Linked DNA regions of Mus musculus: region 2 is linked to region 1. A link is a contact called in public promoter capture Hi-C data. All regions are on one chromosome and are shown on one strand. Each heading gives the region's core, a stretch centred on a gene start, on an enhancer-like site or on the middle of the called end of the contact. The rest is flanking DNA. Distances are from core to core; before and after follow the strand shown. Region 1 overlaps 4732471J01Rik (RIKEN cDNA 4732471J01 gene). Region 2 overlaps Bckdha (branched chain ketoacid dehydrogenase E1, alpha polypeptide).

Region 1 (5,428 bases), core at 1,499-3,998:
TAAGGCCGGCCTGAGTTACACAGACCCTGTTTCAAGCAGGCAGAGTTTCACTGATATTCCTCTTACCCACACCACAAAGCAGGTGCCAAATATGCAAATGAAACAAGAATCTTGTCTTCAGGAGATAGTTGTCCCTTTCTGTTCTCTTGGTGTGCATACATTTTTATGAGTACATGTGTGTTGGGGTTATGTACTTATGTACATGTATGAGTCTGCATGTGGGGCCCAAGGGCAACCGTGGTGTGGTCCTTATTTATTTTCCATCTGATTTTTTGAGACCAGGCCCCTTAATAGCATGGAGCTCAGGGATCCAGCTAAGCTGGCTGGCCAGCATGCCCCAAGGACCTTCTTGGGTCTGCTTTCCAGCACTGAGATTGGAGATAGGAGCTTTTGTTCATTCATTTGTTTGTTTAGTCTGTACATGAACACTGGGGACTAAACTCAGGTCCTCATGCTTGCAGATCTGTATGAACCACATCCCCACCCTCTCACTTGTCTCTTCCTGATCTCGGCCCTGTAGGGCCAGCTCTCTAAATATTCTAGTTCTTTTATTGCTAGGTCTTTTGGAATCCTCCAAACCAGAGATAGGGTCAGACTGTGCAGCAGAGGGCAAGTGAGAGTGGGACAGGAGGGTGGCAGGGACACTTTGTGACTCTCCTCTCAAGAGTGCAGTGACAGTGGGAAGCCAGGAGTCTGGGCTCCTTAGGGAGTAGGAGAAGAGTGATGCCTGAGATACTTGCTCAGCTTATTCCTCAAGTCCTCTACATATAAGAATCTGGCCTTGCCGGGGTGGGCCACCACACGTCTTCGATTCCAGCAGTGGGAAGTAGAACTCTGTTAGTTCAAGGCCGGCCTAGTCTACACAGAAAGTTCTAACCAGGGGTTAGATCTCTGAGACTGTCTAAAAAAAAGAATTTTTAATATATATATGTATATATATGTATATGTGTATATGTATATATATATATATATATATATATATAGTGTGTGTGCGTATCATAATGCAAATGTCAGAAGACAACTTTTAGGAGCCATCTCACTAACCATTCTTAGCAGGGGCAACAAGATGACTCAGTGAATGAGGTGCGTGCTGCCAAGTCTGATGGCCTGATTTGAACCCTGGGACTCATGAGGAAGAAGAGAACGGACTCCTGCAAGTTGTCCTGTGACATCTATACATGGACTGTGGCATAAATACAAACAAACATACGTACATACACAAAGTCAATAACTAATAATATAGAAAAAATGCACACACAGGGAAATGTAACTAATGGAGAAATACAGAGTGTTCGGATCTTGAAAAGAACTTTCTATGAGACTGCAATCTCTTTACTTTCTTTGATAGGTGGTTGTTGAGGGTGTGGAAAAGGATTTGTGAGAGATGGCCTAGAGCCAAGGTTTTGTCCGATGTTCTCACACTAAGCCTGCTCTCCCACACCCAGGTGCCAAGAAGCAGAGCTGGAGTTTTTTCTCCTTAATGCTTTATAATGCTGTTTGGTGACTTCATCCTCCTCCTCCTCCTCCTCCTCCTTCTTCTTTTTTAATCCTACTTCCGTAGATACTTATTTAGTTTGCTGTCACTTAATAAAATGAAGAAGGGCAGGGTAAATAAAAACTTCCTGGACCTCATATTCTTGTGCTGGTTGTGGCTCCTTTCAATTTCCGTGTCTCTAGGATGGTCCAGGGAATGAGTTCCCACCGCCATCCGTCGGGACTCTTGGACCAGTGTAATCGCTCCTGAAGTAAGGCTTGGTCTAGGGAAGGTAGGGAGCCCAAGTGCCAGGAGTTAAGGGTCTTTAGAGTCAGGGGCACCACACTTGGATTTAATCCCACTTAGTATTCTATTTGCTGTGGACAGTTGGTAGGAGCTCTCAGAGCCTTAAGTTCCAGTCTCTACAACATGATGAGGAGACCCCAGCCAGTTCTGATGGCTGACTTGACACTCACCGAGTGAATCATTAGCATCGTGAGAGATTATTGACACCATTTTTCATGTAGAGAAGTTGTAAGTAGTGTGGCCACTGTGGCTGTAACTCATGATTGTTAGAGTCCGGATAATGAACAGGCCTAGTCCACTGGAGAAAAGCCGTGTCTTTAACTGCTCGGATAGTTACATAACAGTGTAACAAGGAGTAACAGAGAAAAAAGGCATAAAGCACCAGGTGCAGTGCTTCTGAGAGGGCAGCGCTCATTAATGGCAGTGTTACCACCAGAAGAGAGGTATGTCTTCCTGAAGTGCTTGGCTTTGCCCTTGTGTGGGAGATGCTGCCCCGGGACAGAGTGATCTGGGAGTGACATGGATCTTCCATGGTTTGCAAGGATTCCAGGGTTTCTCCTAATCCTGTCCTGTCTGCCAGCCTTATTGGTGAACATCTTGATCCCAAAGTTGCCTGACAGGTCCTGGAAGGAAAACATAGGCCACTGTGACTTGAGTGGCCCTAGGGAGGGGCTCCCACTCCAAACCAGTTGCTCAAGAACCACTTTCTGGGACTTCCTTCAGAGATTCTGACCTTTTATTTCCTAATAACTTACTGCTTTGCTCAGGGGTAAGATAAACCCTTAGGAATGAGTGGAGCATAGTGGGGCTACTATTTGAAGGGACATAAGGTCGGAGGGGACACTGCAGGGAGGAGGGGTAAACCTACATGTGGGGTTCAGAGGAAGCTAGCATTAAGCTGCTTGTTTCCTTTGCCATGTGTGCTTTGGCTCTCTGCCCTGCCGTGTGAACAGCGGGCCCAGTGACCCATCTGACACTTCTACCTGATCCACCGCACTGACCAGGTTACAGCTAGCTGGACTCTGTTCGATCACCCCCCACCTTGCAGCTGTGGCAGTCTTCTCACCTTTTCTGAGCCTCAGTTTTCTCCCTTCTGAGCAATTTGTAAGGATCAAATGAAAGGCCCAAAGCTCCTAGTGTGGCATCTTTCATATTACAGTGCCCCGTGAGCACCTACAGTCCCGGGCTGGTGCACATGAGTGAAGCTACAATCACTTTAGGGGGTAATGACCTAGAAAGGCTGAAACTAACATGTCACACACAGCCACCCAGCGTAGCCCTGTCCTGGGCACTGAGAGCTTGGGGTTTGGCGTAGGAGAGCTGCCTTATCTGACCAGCTAGTCAGGGACCACTTTCTGACCAAGGGATCATGCTCATGTGGAAAGGCCGGGCAAGGGCTCCAGGTTGTCTGGACAAGGCCAGTGTGCACGTGAGGTCAGCTTGTAAAGGGTTTCTGAGAGGGGAGGATGACCTTGACTTGGTGACTTATTCTGACACTCAACTATAAAGAAGTTTGAATTGTGTGGTGATTGGAGAGGATTTCCATGCTAATAAAGTCTTGATTTTAAAATGCAGATTTTTTTTTTTTTTTTTTTTTTTTTTGAGACAGAGTCTTACTTTATAGCCCTGGCAGGCCTGGAACTTCCTATGTACACCAGGCTGCCCTGATACTGACAGCCTGTCTGTGAAGCATTGGGGATTAAAGGCGTACACCACCATGTTCAACCAAAAACATAGGAATCTTAACTGATAAAGAATGAATTTGAGAGGAAGCTGGAGGGGAGAGGTGTCATTTAAGAGCCATGAAGTTTCATTTTCCTGCTGTAAGAGAGCTCTACCTGGGTCCAAGGGAGGCTGTGATTGGATCTTTCTTTTATCAGTTTGAATTGTGTAATATACCTTCCCAGGGGACATGACCTTGGGGCATCTGGAGAGACGGGGGCATTAGTGAACTGTTTAGGAAAGGGGTGGTTTTTATTTATTTTATTTTATTTTTTGTAGTTTAAAACCAAATATTTAGGGCTGGTGAGATGGCTCAGCAGGTAAGAGCATTGAATGCTCTTCTGAAGGTCCTGAGTTCAAATCTGAGCAACCACATGGTGGCTCACAATCATCTGTAATGAGATCTGACCCCCTCTTCTGGTGTGTCTGAAGTCAGCTACAGTGTACTTATGTATAATAATAAATAAATCTTTGGGGCAGAGCAAGCAGGGACTGAGTGAGCAAGCTTGACCGGAGTGAGCAAAGGTCCAAAAAAAAAGAAAAGAAAAAGAAAACCAACCCAAATATTTAATATTTTCATTAAATTGTTTCGATACAATTTCAAACAAATGCCAACCAGAAGACAATGTCCGAAAACTCTGAAGAAGCAAGCTTCCAGACAAGGAACACAGCAACCATCTTCCATTCTAGCCACAGTTCTTCTGTCCATAATGGCGCCAGTCGTCCAGTCTTATCCAGATCATCAACTATTTACCACACCATCAATTTTCAGGATGCTCCGCAATTTCAGTTGCTAGGGTCAAAGCACTGACTGACACCAGCAGAGGCTGAATAACCATTTCCTCCAAAATGTTGATAAGAACAGCCTTTTGGACATTACTGCATCTGGCATTTTCTCCTTGGGCATGGCGGTTTCTTAGTTCTGTTACTGTAGAAATGGGATTCAGGCCAGTCGGTGTAGACCGAATGGCTTCCTCACCGGTAACTCAGTGTTGGAGAGCACTCAGTCAGTCTGAGGCCAGCTCTGTTTCTGAAACACCACCTCCTGCAATAAGAGCTCCTCCCTTCTTTACTAAGCATCGGATAATACAGAGGGCATCAGGAATGGAGCGCTAGCTTCTTCAGTCACCACGTATGACAATTGTAACTGTTTTGCCTGGGCTTGTACAACCTGTAGATCTTGAATAGTTTTCCAGAACCATTTAAACTGACTTCCTCTGCTAACTCAGGAGAACCCACCATGTCAGCAGTGAACTGGTCAACGTGAGCAACCGGCTTGGCTCCAATTGTCTTACATGAGTTCAATGTCTTCTCTTTCAATGTCCTTAACCACCATAATCTTCATCTTACTCAGAAAATGTAGTGCAAGATCACTAAGGGCATCTCTTAGGATAGACCTCTGTATGAGAAGGACATCACATCCTGTTTTCTTAACGTGCTTCACCAAATTTAAAATATAGGCTCTCTCCTCTCGAAGCACTTGATCCATCTGGGCATAGTCAGATACTACTATTTGATTATCCATATCTGTTTTAGGAGCAGATGAGCAAAATGGAACATGCCCAATCTTAGCCTTTTCAACTCCTGTTGTACCAGAATTTGCCACTTTCTGCATGAGAATGAGGCCTCCTGCCAGCCACAGTTATCTGTTGTCCCTCTGAGCTTCTTGACTATTTTAATATCTCTAAGATCTACCCTGGTAGCTGTGGCTGAGTTGATCACTTTCATCACCGCATTGACACCGGAGAGAGTAGACTTGAATACTGAGAGACAACCTTTGACTTCAGTGAAGTGGATGCGCTATTTAACAAAGTGTCTCTATCACTCAGTGGCACAGGTTGAGACATATCAGGAAGGATTTCAAGATCCTTTTCTGAAGCTTTCTGGAATGACTCGGAAATGATGGTTGGATGTCTACCTTTCTGC
Region 2 (5,428 bases), core at 1,733-4,232, 190 kb after region 1:
AGTCAAAGGCAGACCTGTGGTTTACTTACTCTGCCAATCAGCTATCTCTCTGGGCAAGCCCAGGGCCACCCTGCCCAGAGGGTCTTCCCTGGCCCTGGTCCCTTCCCACCCCTAAAAGGCACTGTAACAGGTGAAGGGAGTGAAGTAGCCGCAGCAATGGCTGCAAACATGGTGCCCCAGTGAAGTAGCCTGGGGGAGCAGGAACAGGAGCAAAAGTCACCCTGGAATGCCACCCTGGCTGCTCAGCATGTTCGCACAGCTGACTAGCACAGGGGGCAGCATCCACTCAGAGCAGGACCCCCTTGTGCTGGCTAGGGCCTCACTTGTCAAAGTGGTCCAGGGGGTAGTGCTCCCCGTAAGTCTGCAGGTGCCGTGCCAGCGACTCCTGCTGCCTGCGGAGCTGGGCGGGCATCTCCTGGTACACATCGGAGAAGAGGAGGCTTGGGTTCGGCTTTAGCTTCCGCTCAGCCTGCTCAAAGGCTTCCATGACCTGGGAGACATGAGGGAGTAAGTGGCTGTCCCCTTCATCCTGCCCTCTCCCAACCACAAGCCACGGTCCAGCCTCACCCCTCTGAGGCCTCAGACTGGTGTTAATGAACATTCCAGAGCCTAGCCTGCAGGGTCCTGGCCCTGCACTGTCAGCTCAGCTCTGCAATGGAGGGAACAGGAGTGGAGGGCAAGATGCAGAGAAAGGAAAGGATTCCTCAGGGCGACGGAGTCAGAGCTGAGCTAGTGACCACGGTGCAGTATGAGGCCAGAACAGGCCTGTTCTAAGTGCACAGAGGGTGACATTAGCTCTAGCCCAGGTAGGACATACCACTTTACATGGACTGAGTTATGAAGTAGATACCCCAGGAACATGACTAGCCCTGGGTTCCACTGTGAAGAGTCACTGAGGCCATATGGTCCAGGTGGCTTGGCTCTATGAGCCACGCATGAGGACAAGGCTTGCCTGGGTCAGTGTGAATATACCCAGGTCCTCTATTCCTGTTCTCCCAGAGTTCTCGCTGTGCAGAGCCATCGGGAGCACACCCTGGGGCTCCAATGGGCCCTCACCTTCTTTCGTGACTGCTTCCGCCAGGCCTTCTCCTGTTCCTCATCCCACCAACCCTGGTTCAGCAGGTACTGCCTCAGCCTCGAGATTGGGTGGTCCTGCTTGTCCCAGTAATTGACCTCGTCCACCGAACGGTACGCTGAGCTGTCGTCACTGGTGCTGTGGTGGCCAATCCTGCTCAGGGGAGGATTGTGGATCAGCCGGGGGCGGGGTGTCAGAAAAGGACACAGGAGTGATGTGGCACAAGGAAGGGAGTGCACATGGGGTGACCAGGCCACACGTGGGGGGGTGCTGACAGAGCTTGTCAGACCTGTGAGCTGCAGGGGTGGAAGGGAGACAGGCACCTGTAGGTCATGGCCTCAATGAGGAAGGGCTGGTTCTCAGCCACAGCCCGCCGTCGGGCCTCCTTAGTGGCATTGTACACAGCAAACACATCGTTGCCGTCCACACGGATTGACATGATGCCGTACCCAGGGCCCCGAGCCGCTGCAGGACAGAGAGGATGCCAGTCAGGCCTCAGGGAGAAGAAAGGGGAAGAGGAGAGTGAAGGGTGTGCTCTGCTCATTGCCCCCTGTGCCCTTACTGTCAGACACCATCAGGGAGAGAACAGGAAGGAGGGCAGCAAGAGAAAGGCCCTTACCTATGCCATCCCCACGGTACTGCTCAGAGGTTGGTGTGGAGATGGCATAGCCATTGTTCCGGCAGAAGAAGATGATGGGACACTCCAGGGTGGCAGCGAAATTGAAACCGGCGTGGGCATCCCCTTCACTGGCTGCCCCCTCGCCAAAGTAACAGATCACAATCCGGTTGGCATTGGCCCGCTTGGCAGCATAGGCTGCCCCTACCGCTGCACAGGGACACAGATGAGAGCGTGTGAGTAGGAATAAGCCTGCCCCTCCCTCCTTCCCTCCCTCTCTGTCTCTGTCTCTGTCTCTCTCTCTCACACACACACACACACACCACACACGCACGCAGACTCAGGCTCGGAAAGTTGTCTCCAGGTACCTAGGGTGTGACCCCTGACTCCTGTCTGTCACGCTTACATGTATGCCAGCCACCTTCAGAGGATAGCCAGATCTGGACCTTCCACACCAAGGCCAAGCCGCAGCCAGGGGACTCTTAAGTGTGAGTCTGGCAGACTCCTTCCTAACTCTGGGCTCTCAGGCCACTGTGGGCCAAGTCCTTGCAATAGGAAAGGCCACTAAGCCCCGAGTGCTCAGTACTCCCCACCCTTAGTCCCCTGGTCTAGTCACAACTAAACACACGATTGCCTCAAGGTGCCCACACAGCTCCCTTCCACACGACTTCCAGTCTGCCTTTCAATCACTTGTGATGCCCCTGCTACTGCCCCCTCGACATGGCTCTGTGCTGCCTTTCCTGTCACCTGCACGAAGCACTCCAGGTACCATCTCTTCACACTCTTCCCTGATGCCCCCTCTCCCTCAAGACAGCATCAGTATGAACAGGGTTGACATTTGTCTTATTCAGAAAGCCTAGGGTGACACCTGGCATACATTTGCTGAATAAGGGACTCTGGTGCACCATAATAAACAGCTCTGCTTCCCACATTCTCCCAGGAGGTCTGCAGACACACAAGCCACACAAGCCACACACCCAGACTGGTTCAACAGCAGGGCTACACCGAGACACACGCCTCCTATCAGATTCTGGGCCCAGGAGGCCATAAGAGAGCCAATCCTTGGTCTGTGTGCTGTGTGGGCACAGGCCCAGCACCCTGGCAGTCTCGGTAGCATACAGGAGCCTCAGGGCACCCCAGCTCTGGGAAGTCCACTTGAGGTCCAGGCTAGCCAGGGCAGGGTAGACCGTGGTCTCTGCAGTCACGAGTACCCATGAGTAAGTTCCTGCCCTCCTCCCTACCACAAGTCCCTAGTAAGTCACTTCCTTCTTCAGCTTCAATGTTCTGGTCTTTGCAACAGGGACAATTGTACATGCTAGGTTTACCCCCCAGCCACCGACAGTGTCATTAGACAGTCTTGAGTGTGGCAACGACACAATGCCTGGCCATGCTAGCTTGGGCAGGAGGAGTCTGGGAAGTTCAGCAGGGTCATGATGACCCAAGGCTGCTTGATGAGGTGAGACACCACAGAGCCCTCCTCTGAGAGGTCCCTGTACACAGGCCAGGCTCTAACGGTTCTACTCAACTAGCAGGCGGGAGGCCTGGGCCCACAGAGAGCTGGGCCACAGGTATTGCATGCGTAAGGCTCAGAGCACAGGTCCTCACCCTGAGGGATCTGCGTGGCCAGTGGAGAGGAAATGGTGACGAAGTGGCGTTCCTTGCAGCCGTAGTGAACAGGCATCTGGCGTCCCTTGCCTGGGTCATTCACGTTGCCGTAGCACTGGGACATGAACAGCTCCAGCGGGTAGTCCCGGTACATGAGCACACCTGGCAGGAGGAGGCAGCTGTGAGCGTGATGAGCAGTGCAGTGGGGAGGCGCATCAGGCCAATGCTGTGGACCACCTGGAACCAGCCCCGTCCTCCCCAGGGCTTCCTACCGAGAAGGCAGTAGCCAGGTCAGTGTGGTAGAGCAGGCCTTTGAGCCCAGCACTTTGGAGGCTAAGGCAGGAGGATTGCAAGCCAGAAGTAAGCCTTTGTTTTCAATTCAAAGATAACTAAGAGCCAGACTGTAGAAGGTGGCGAACTTAGGGGGTCATAAGGCCAGGCGGTCCCATAGATACGACCTATCTCAGGAGAGACTTGTTTGACCAGATAATCCTTCTTGGTAACTCTCAGCAAGGGGAGAATGGTTTACGTTAGCACCATCCCTGACACTCGTCTTTGAAGGGTATAACTGAACTTTGTGTATGACAGGGCTGTCCTGCACAGAAAGTAGCAGGCGAGGGCTTTATAAATATCTGATTTCAGCCTTCAGGGTACATGGTCAGTGCGAGAAGACGCACTAGACCATCACTCTACACGTGCCTTTTCAGAAATTACTTGGTGTATTAGTCAGGGTTCTTTGGTAATTTCATCCATGAACACGAGATGTTTAAGTCACGCCCACCCCTCATCCCCACCTCCAATCTTTTGGGAACACCCTCTGTTCTCCTCCAGACTTCATGTTGTTTTCTTTTTCTTCATTTTTTAATTAATAACTCACTGGCCTTTAATCCCAGCACCTGGGAGTCAGAGACAGATCTCAGAGAGTTTAAGGCCAGCCTGGTCTGCACTGTGAGCCACTAAGCCCCTATGTGGCTGCCCCTGTGCTCACAGATACAGGGAGCCATCCAATGGCCCAAGGGCCACAACACTGAGGGAATGTGGCTCTCCTTCCCTTGGGGCTGTCAACACCCTCCTTTCCCTTCTTTTTTTTATAGTGCTAGATATGGAACCAAGGGCCTCAGGCAGGCATGCCAGCAAATATTCTACCACTGATACAGCTCCAGCCCAAGGCTTTCTTCCCAATGAGAAACTGTGAGATTTGTGTCTTGAACTAATCCACCTCCACCAGTACCAACAGCAAAGTCCATATCTATTCACAGAAATAAAACCTTTTCTTCAAATAAAAGCCCTGGGGGAGGCCTCTAGGACAGGCCTGAGACCTGTGCCAGAGGGAAGGAGGCCCCAAGGAGTCTATGAGGGTGACTCTAGCTGCGTCTCATAGCAGTAGAGGATATGGATGCTGAAGTGGACTCTCAGTGGAGGGATAAGGGCACAAACCCACCCACAAAACCTGACCCAAAATGTGCCATGCCTGCAAGATGTTCAGGGACAAAGATGGAGCAGAGACAGAGGATATGGCCAACCAATGACTGCCCCAAATTGAGATGCATCCCTTGGGCAAGAACCAATCCCTGAAATTATTAATGGTGCTCTGCTATGTTTTCAGACAGGAGCATAGTCTGGCTGTCATCTGAAAGGCTCTACCTAGCAGCAGACTGAAACAGATGAAGACGCCCACAGCCAAACATTAGACGGAGCTCAGGGAGTCTTGTGGAAGAGCTGGGGGAACGCCTGAGGGATCCGAAGAGGACAGGGACTCCACAGGAAGACCAACAGAGACAACTAATCTGGACACATGTTGCAGATGTGCAGCTTGGTCTTCTTGCAGGGACCCAAACAACTGGAGTCGGGGCTGACCCTGAATCTGTTGCCTGTCTGTGGATCCTGTTCCCCTTGTCTGGCCGCAGTGGGAGAGGATGTGGGATGATACCCTGGAGTGACCTCCCCCTTTTCAGAGATGAAGGGGAGGGGGAGAAGATTGTGAGGGGGGAAATGGGAGGAGAGGGGGAGCCTGATATTGGGATATAAAATGAATGAATGAATGAATGAATGGAGGAAAAAGCCCTGCTGGATGGATGTTAGATCACCACCAAAGGCGAATTGCATCTATGTGCAAGTCAGAGGACTGGATG

The links. Capture Hi-C pulls out chosen DNA fragments and counts their contacts.
Region 2: a contact with region 1 is called in a promoter capture Hi-C map of liver. The contact joins two enhancer-like sites. A contact is called at or near these places in 1 of 39 promoter capture datasets (embryonic stem cells), 1 of 15 datasets of contacts at CTCF or cohesin (large pre-B cells), 4 of 484 Hi-C or Micro-C datasets (B cells, CD4 T cells, bone marrow-derived dendritic cells and 1 more), 11 of 115 datasets of contacts at active chromatin or transcription factors (the HPC-7 cell line, embryonic basal ganglia, embryonic forebrain and 6 more) and 3 of 9 other capture datasets (adipose tissue, embryonic stem cells and liver).

What each region holds. Positions count from the first base shown.
Region 1 is chr7:25,437,908-25,443,335 of GRCm38.p6, forward strand. The region is part of intron 4 of 4732471J01Rik (RIKEN cDNA 4732471J01 gene); the gene reads left to right. It also overlaps the pseudogene Gm15495. Among named protein-coding and RNA genes, the nearest start is that of Cxcl17, 28 kb to the left of the region's middle. Within about 2 kb of position 2,749, at least 35 of the 459 cell types and tissues checked have an H3K27ac peak or open chromatin away from gene starts, as enhancers often do. A contact at or near this core is called in adipose tissue and liver, where this site is marked.
Region 2 is chr7:25,629,944-25,635,371 of GRCm38.p6, forward strand. It overlaps Bckdha (branched chain ketoacid dehydrogenase E1, alpha polypeptide), which reads right to left. Exons shown (of 9, transcript NM_007533.5): 5 at 3,297-3,458; 6 at 1,695-1,901; 7 at 1,399-1,540; 8 at 1,057-1,228; 9 at 1-490. The coding sequence ends at 320. Among named protein-coding and RNA genes, the nearest start is that of B3gnt8, 5.0 kb to the left of the region's middle. Within about 2 kb of position 2,983, at least 92 of the 459 cell types and tissues checked have an H3K27ac peak or open chromatin away from gene starts, as enhancers often do. A contact at or near this core is called in adipose tissue and liver, where this site is marked.